Regions from separate parts of the Mus musculus genome. Here region 1 is linked to region 2. Evidence: chromatin contacts called from public promoter capture Hi-C data. All regions are on one chromosome and are shown on one strand. Each heading gives the region's core, a stretch centred on a gene start, on an enhancer-like site or on the middle of the called end of the contact. The rest is flanking DNA. Distances are from core to core; before and after follow the strand shown.

Region 1 (3,709 bases), core at 686-3,185, 85 kb after region 2:
CATACTGACACTTTCAGTCCAAGGTTGTCTGCCACTCTGCCTACGCTGACCCCATTCAGGTTCTGACTGAGCCATCTGGTAAATGTGGGAAAGGCAGGGTCAGAACTAACTACCAGGCTGTTTCAAAGCTGCCCAGAACCAGGCTTCTGCACACCTAACCACACCACACCACACAGATGGCCCACACGATTAGGACCCAGTCCCACGCACTGAGAGGAAGTCTTATAAGCAATGCATACGATATCTCGGCCTGTAAGAAGACAGCACTGAGGCCGGAAGCCCTTTCCCTCTTCTCTAGCCCTCTGCAAGGGAACACGTGCTCGCTCACCCCACAAGGTCCCTCTTGGGTCAGGCTGGAGACTGCCAGTGTCCCTGGTAGTTACAGAGTGGGTCTGGTTCCCCTCCACCTCCAGCCATCCATCATTGCAGAAGTGGGAATGAGAGACAGCTAGCCTCCCTCCATCAGGAGCCTGGAATATGACCTGCCCCTTGGGCCTCAGTTCCCTGCTATACAAAATGATCAAAAAAAAAAAAAAAAAACTCCTACTTAAGCTCCAAAGATCCAGTGACTGGACACACCCCTTCCAAATAACTGGTCTGGGTCCTGAGAAGCCTGGGAAAATAGACTGATGAGGATGCTGGGGGTGGGGGTGGGGGGAACGGGGTACAGTACCAATGCCCAGTGTCACCTCTACGCAGACTGGAAGCCCTGCCCAGTTTCTCCACCCAAGGGTCAGAGGTCCCTTGCTTTAAGCCTGATCCTCTGGCAGGTCAAGGGTGACAGGCTTAGTTCAAGGACCCGGCCTTCTATCAGGCACAAAGGGAGGTGGCATGGCCCTGGGCTGCTTGGAGCCAATAGAACCTCTGTGCAACGACTGAAGTAGAGTTCAGAACCAGACAAGCCAGGATACCTTCAGGGAAGCCCTGAACGGGAAAGGGCAAACGCCCGGGAGTCCGGCCCATACCACTTCTCTTCCTCCGGGGTCCAGCCACTTCCCACTCTGCTCTCCTCACGGGAGTTGGGGGGTGGGAAGGTAGGACTCTGCAGACCTAAGCCAATTCTCTCGTGGTGCTGGGTAGTACTACCTCCCTTGTGGCTCATTCCCAGTAGTGTTCTGACAGTGATTCCCGGGAGAATTCGAACCCGTTTGGGAGGTGGGGGGTTGGGGGGATGGGTGTGGGCGCGGCGGTGGTGGCTACAGAGGCGGGACGAGCGACCTCCTCCCTTCTAGGGGGCATTAGGACACCCACCTCCTTTGGGGCTGCCCAGCACTCACCTCTCTGGGGGCACTGCGGTCCAGGCCTCCTCACCGAGGGCGGCATCAGTGGCCTGCAGGACAGTCCATGCGGCCAAGGGGGAGGGGAGGGGCACAGGGGTCCCCAGGGGGTGCGGTACAAAGAGGTGTATGGATGCGAAAAGAGAGGGAAGGGGAGCCAGACAGGCAGGGGGACTGCCGCGCAGCCCCAGGCGGGGAGGGAAGAAAGGCGGGGGAAGGGGGCGGGAGGGAGTCCGGGGGGGAGGAAACAATGTAGCCGGCGCGGCCCCGGCAGAGTTCCGCTTCCGAACGCGGCCACGGAGGTTCGGTTTGGGGACGTCGCGCCGCCGCCGGGGGGCCGCCCCGGGCGTTCGATCGCCGCTCGCAGGGCTTGCCTAAGCCCCACACCCCGGAGGCTGGGCGGCCAGAGGCTGGCCAGGCGGGAGGGACGGCTGGCCCGGGGACGGCCCCGACGGCGGCGCGGCCCGGGTTGGCCCTGCTCGGACCCCACCCCGGTGGGATTCCCCGGGGCAGGGCGCAGGGTGGCGCGGAAGCGCAAGGAAGGCAGCAGGCTCAGCGGCGGCGGCCAACCTCAGCTCGCCCGGGCTCCGATGGGAGGAAGCTCGCAGGCCTGGTGAGAGGAAGCGCGGCCCGGATCCTCCGCCCGCTGCGGCGCGCCTGCGCGAGGGGGCCTGCCGGGCGAGCAGCGGGGCGTGGGTCGGCGCCCTCTGCTGGACCTTGGAGGAAATGCGGGGGGTGTGTCCGCGTCTACGCCCTGCCCCCACTTGCTGGCCTTCGCGAAGGCTCCCGAAGGTCCTTTCAGAGGGCCACCAGCATGCTAGAGCCAACCTCTCAGCTTCCTCTAGGCGAAGCTTCCTTGCTAGAGTGGAGGTTAGGCCTAGACTCTTCTGGGACAGTAAGCATGCATTTACACGGCCCCTGCTCTGTAGTCTACCACCGTCTCTGCTTCCTCCTCCTCCTTCTCCTCCTCTTCCCCCCCCCCCCCCCCCCAGCGAAGTTTTCTTTCTATAGTGGAGGCTAGGCCTAGACTCTTCTGGGACAGTAAGCATGCATTTACACAGCCCCTGCTCTGTAGTCTACCACCGTCCTTCTCCTTCCTTCTCCTCCACCTCCTTTCTCCTCTCTCCTCCTCCTCTTCTTCCTTCTCTTCCTCTTCTTCCTTCTCCTCCTTTGTAGTTTTTTTGTTATCTTTTGTTTTTCTGAGACAGGGTCTCACTATGTAGCTCTGGAACTTGCTCTGTAGACCAGGCTGGCCTCGAACTCATAAAGATCTGCCTGCTTCTTCCTCCCAAGTGCTAGAATTAAAGAGTGCATTTCCGGGCGGTGGTGGCCCACGCCTTTAATCCCAGCACTCAGGAGGCAGAGGCAGGTGGATTTCTGAATTTGAGGCCAGCCTGGTCTACAAAGTGAGTTCCAGGACAGCCAGGGCTACACAGAGAAACCCTGTCTCGAAAAACAAAACAAAACATAAAACAAACAAACAAAAAGAGTGTGCATCACCACTACCCGGCCGGAGTCCACTTCTTAAAACCTCTATATCTGCCAAATTCTCATGAGGGGTTGTTGCAAAAATATTGTCACAAAGAACAAATTGATAAACAATGAAAAAAAAAAAAAAGGTACAAGGTCCACAAGAAACAGGAAAGAAGGGAACATGGGTTGATTTTCTAGATCTGGGAACACAGCAGGGAGACCTGACTTACTTCGTGTGTAGGGGAAAGCAGAAAGAGATGCGGTCAGTCCTGCAAGCTACAGGGCCAAAGAACCACAGAGCTTCTTGGAACTCTTCCGGGCTTTATTTTCAGCTGAGATGCAATAGGGAAGTTGTCACTGGCTGTGTAACAACGTCGGACCAGTTAGCTAATCTCTGTCTGTCCTTTTCCACTGTGGTTTGGTAAAGTGAGCAAGAGCGGTACCACCAACTTTGTAAGGTTTTGTGGAGAGGAAATGAGTTAATAGGTTTGAAGTGCTCGGTGCGCAAGTGGCACGTGGTGAGTCCTCAATTAAACACGGGCTGTTATTATGCACCATTGTTAATGAGGAGTCCGGGATCCTCCCGGAGCAATTTGCTCTCAGCTACAGGAGCAAGCAGTGCTCCTGTATGGGAGGGCCACAGAATGGAAGCACAGTGGCTAGAGAGAAGCCAGAAAGTCCGTTGGAGGTGCTAGGTGTAGGAGCACTTTCTAAGGACCAGGACTGAAAGAGGGTACTAGTTTAGGAGCAGGGGATGGGGGTGAGGGAGTGGGAGGGGGATCTTCAGATGGGAGAGGAGACGCTGCTGGCAAAGACTTGGAATGCAATGTAAAGTGGTACTGACTGAGGGGAAGAAAGGGGCTCTGTGAGAAGCAAGGTTGCAGATTGCAAATAACTTAAAATGTTAGAAGCAGGAGTTGGATATGCTCAACTCCCACCCCAGACGACAGGTTGGTCTT
Region 2 (3,262 bases), core at 104-2,603:
CACAGCAGAATGGTTTAGGGGTGAGGGTGCTTGCTGCTGTGCCTGGTGACCTGAGTTCAGTCCCTGAAAATCACATAAATGTGGGAGGAGAGAACCAACTCCACATTAGCCCCTAACACATGCGCTCCCATCCACCCCTCATGTGCACACAGCATCACTACTACCACTACAAGAATGACTACTACTACCACCATGACTATTAAAAAAAAAAAAAAAAAAAAAAAAAGCTTAAACGAGATCACTGGGTAGTTCTGAAGTGGACCTGTCAGATTACTGTTGATAAACTCCCCAGGATGTAGAAAGATGATGTCTTCATTGTAAATAGTTTTGTTTGAGATTCTTAGGAAATATCTTGGAAAAGGACATGAACATTCAAGCTTTAAGCCTGATTCATTTTACTCTAACATAAAATATACACATAGTAAAGGAATATTAACTTTATGTCAACAGCCTTTAACAGTAAATGGTAATTATGCTGGAATTTTTTTTTTCTTAGCTGGTGAGAAGAGTATCAATCAGACTCTAGGATGAGAGATTCCTCAAACCTACAAACAATAAAAAGGCAACAAAACCAAGAAAAGCAAACCAACCTGCCAAAAACCCTGGAAAAACAATAACCAAACAACCAAAAGCAAACAAAACAAAACAAACAAACAACCCCCCAAATAAAAACAAAACAAACAAACCAAAACCACAAAAATCAAAAAACCCATCTGGTTGCAACACAAGAATAGACCAATCAGTAGCGCTGTTCTATTCCAGGGTAAGAAACGATTCAAGCTAGATTTCACAGCGGCCCGAAAGACATGGATAAATAAGTTTGTGAGTTTGTGAGTGAATTAACTACCACCTCTAGGATATCTATGAAATCACAGGAGGGTGGAGCCTAAAAGAAATCCTGCTTATCTAGGGCAGGGGTTGATGCAAGGTCTTCCAGCTTTATCCTGGAGCACAGTTGTTCAGATAACTCCTGTTTGACATGTCTCCCCTGTCCTTTTGGTCCGGGACTTGCTCGAACGCCTCAATTTTGCCCTCTAGGAATGAATGCATGATCCTTTCCTGCCAGTCCTTTATTTGGAAGCTCAAAATAAATACACATAGGAAGGAAGACATCAGAAGAGATTCTGCACCGGAGGACTAAGTGGATAGAAGGTTTGGGTATGTAGCTCAAGGCTACACCTATGTCTATTATTCGTGAGACCCTGGATTCTATCCTCAGCATCTCTGGAGATAAAAAGAAAGTGGATGGAGACAGAATGAATAACCTTCGCTTTCTAATAGGCTGGGCAGGGGCGGAACGGACCTTTGTGACGTCCAGGGCCACGCCCCCACAGAGGGCGCTACGCCTGCGCCAGAACGGCTGCCTTGCTCCCGGAAGTGGAGGGTTTACACTGTGTGCCGCTGGGTCTGAGTGACCAAAGGCAGTAGCGCTCGCGGAGATCACCCGCTGGCCCTCGATCACCATGTCGGCCTTCGACACTAACCCCTTCGCGGACCCAGTGGACGTAAACCCCTTCCAGGTAGAACCCCCAATTCTCAGATTTCTTTAGGGAAAAGGGCTGCGGCCTGGGCCTCTTTCGCCAGAGCCGGGGACGTGGCGTAGGAGGGACGGATCACCTGTCCAATGGGAGAGCGGTATCTGAAGGCTGGCCTATCATAGTTTGTATGGAGGCGGGACTTTGCAACAGGTGGAACTGCGGCAAGGGGGCGGGGCGCTGTAAAGAAGTGGGCACTTAGAGCACCCCGGGTTGTAGCCCATCCGACCGGCCTCTGCTGGAGAAAAGGGCCAAGCACGCGCTTATCCTGGGGAGGTGTCTTAGAGTCAGAAAGGGAAGCAAAATGTTGCTGTGCCATTTCTACAGTCTTGGGGGATCTACCTGTATTGAGTCATCCTAGGAGAAAGGCTCATTGAAACATAATGAGGAAGTAGAAGTCTGTTGGGGTGGAGAAATGTGGAGATAACCCAACACCTAACAGCAACAGCAGTAGCGAAGCAAGCATCTAAAGTACAGGAGAGTCCCTAGTGTTTATCAAGAAGGCTGAGAGAGGGTAGGAAGAGAGGCCAAGCCAGAAAATTACTTATTGGCCAAGCACTTTGTTTGGATTGAGTTTGGGCCACACACTTTGAGGAGAGGGAGGTGAAGGAGCTTGGAGCCCAAGGTACACGGGTCTGACAAATCTGCATGGGTGGTTACCGGCCTGACCTTTGGAACTTTGAAAGAATACAACAGTCTTCGGACCTAAGCCAAAACCTTCGCGTGGAGAACGCAGAGATGCCCAGTTGTCTATGTTGAAGAACTGGAACTCCTTTTAGTGCCAAGGCGCGTTCTACTTCTCCTTTCATGTCTGCCCGAAACCAGTTTGAGGGACGCATGCTTGTGATGACTGGGGATTTATGAGCGCAGCTGTTCCTCCGGTGTTAGTATGTCACCAAGCTCTTGAATTCGTCTTGCTGGTGCTTTATTTTGGTCCTCTACAGCTTCAGCATTTCCTGAAGGTGTTGGAGAAGTCCACTGAGCTTTTCCAGGGTGGGTCCTTCCAAGGGTGGGAGCAAAGCAAAGGCGCCTTGAACTAGATGGTTATACACTCAGGGAGTAGAGTATGACCATCTTCTCTTTTGAAGTTTTGCAGTAATGGGATTGAACCAGAGCTTTGTTCGTTCTAGGCAAATCCTCCACCGCTGTGCATATTGGGTAACACTGAGCCCTTGGATTATTTATAACAGGATCTCTTCATCTAACACAGCCTGGCTCTGAACGCCCTATGTGTCTGTCACATGGTGGTCTTGAACTTGGGGTCCTTCCTCTACCTCCCAAGTGCAGCCATAACTAGCTCGAGCCACCACACCCAGCCAGGCCGAGAGTGGAAATTTTATGCTTCTTTCCCAAGGTGACCTAGCTGATAGGAACCCTTGGGCAGATTTTGGTAGTTGATTCCTTGCTACACTGGGGAGTTTAGAATATATTCTTGTAGCTTAATGCTTCTTGACAGAGCCTTTGCAGGGAACATGTCTCTTACATAAGGCAAACGTTTGCCTCTATTAGTTTAGTGAGGAGAAGAGTATTTGCATTTTTCCTGTTGCTGTCTTCTGCTAACTCCTTTGATTTAATGATAGATTGTTTTATAGTACTGGGGTTCTGTTATGTATAGCAAAAGTCCAGCAGTCTCTGGGAGTGTGTGGTATATATGATGTTCCTCTGTCCGGTTATAGTCTGTCAGAATTAGAAATGCTTTGCTGCTCTCAGGGTCAGCCAGCTGCCCC

What was found. Promoter capture Hi-C pulls out the DNA fragments that hold promoters and counts their contacts.
Region 1: a contact with region 2 is called in a promoter capture Hi-C map of erythroid cells, with 7 times the contacts expected there. The contact joins the promoter of Csk here to the promoter of Scamp2 in region 2. A contact is called at or near these places in 21 of 39 promoter capture datasets (the 3T3-L1 cell line, 3T3-L1-derived adipocytes, the C10 cell line and 14 more), 4 of 15 datasets of contacts at CTCF or cohesin (CD8 T cells, the NIH/3T3 cell line, embryonic stem cells and 1 more), 30 of 484 Hi-C or Micro-C datasets (the 3T3-L1 cell line, B cells, CD4 T cells and 22 more), 37 of 115 datasets of contacts at active chromatin or transcription factors (the 230-238 cell line, CD8 T cells, the HPC-7 cell line and 25 more) and 5 of 9 other capture datasets (adipose tissue, bone marrow-derived macrophages, liver and 2 more).

The regions. Positions count from the first base shown.
Region 1 is chr9:57,643,718-57,647,426 of GRCm38.p6, forward strand. It overlaps Csk (c-src tyrosine kinase), which reads right to left and starts at 1,936. Exons shown (of 13, transcript NM_007783.3): 1 at 1,278-1,936.
Region 2 is chr9:57,559,591-57,562,852 of GRCm38.p6, forward strand. Scamp2 (secretory carrier membrane protein 2) reads left to right here and starts at 1,354. Exons shown (of 9, transcript NM_022813.3): 1 at 1,354-1,520. The coding sequence starts at 1,464.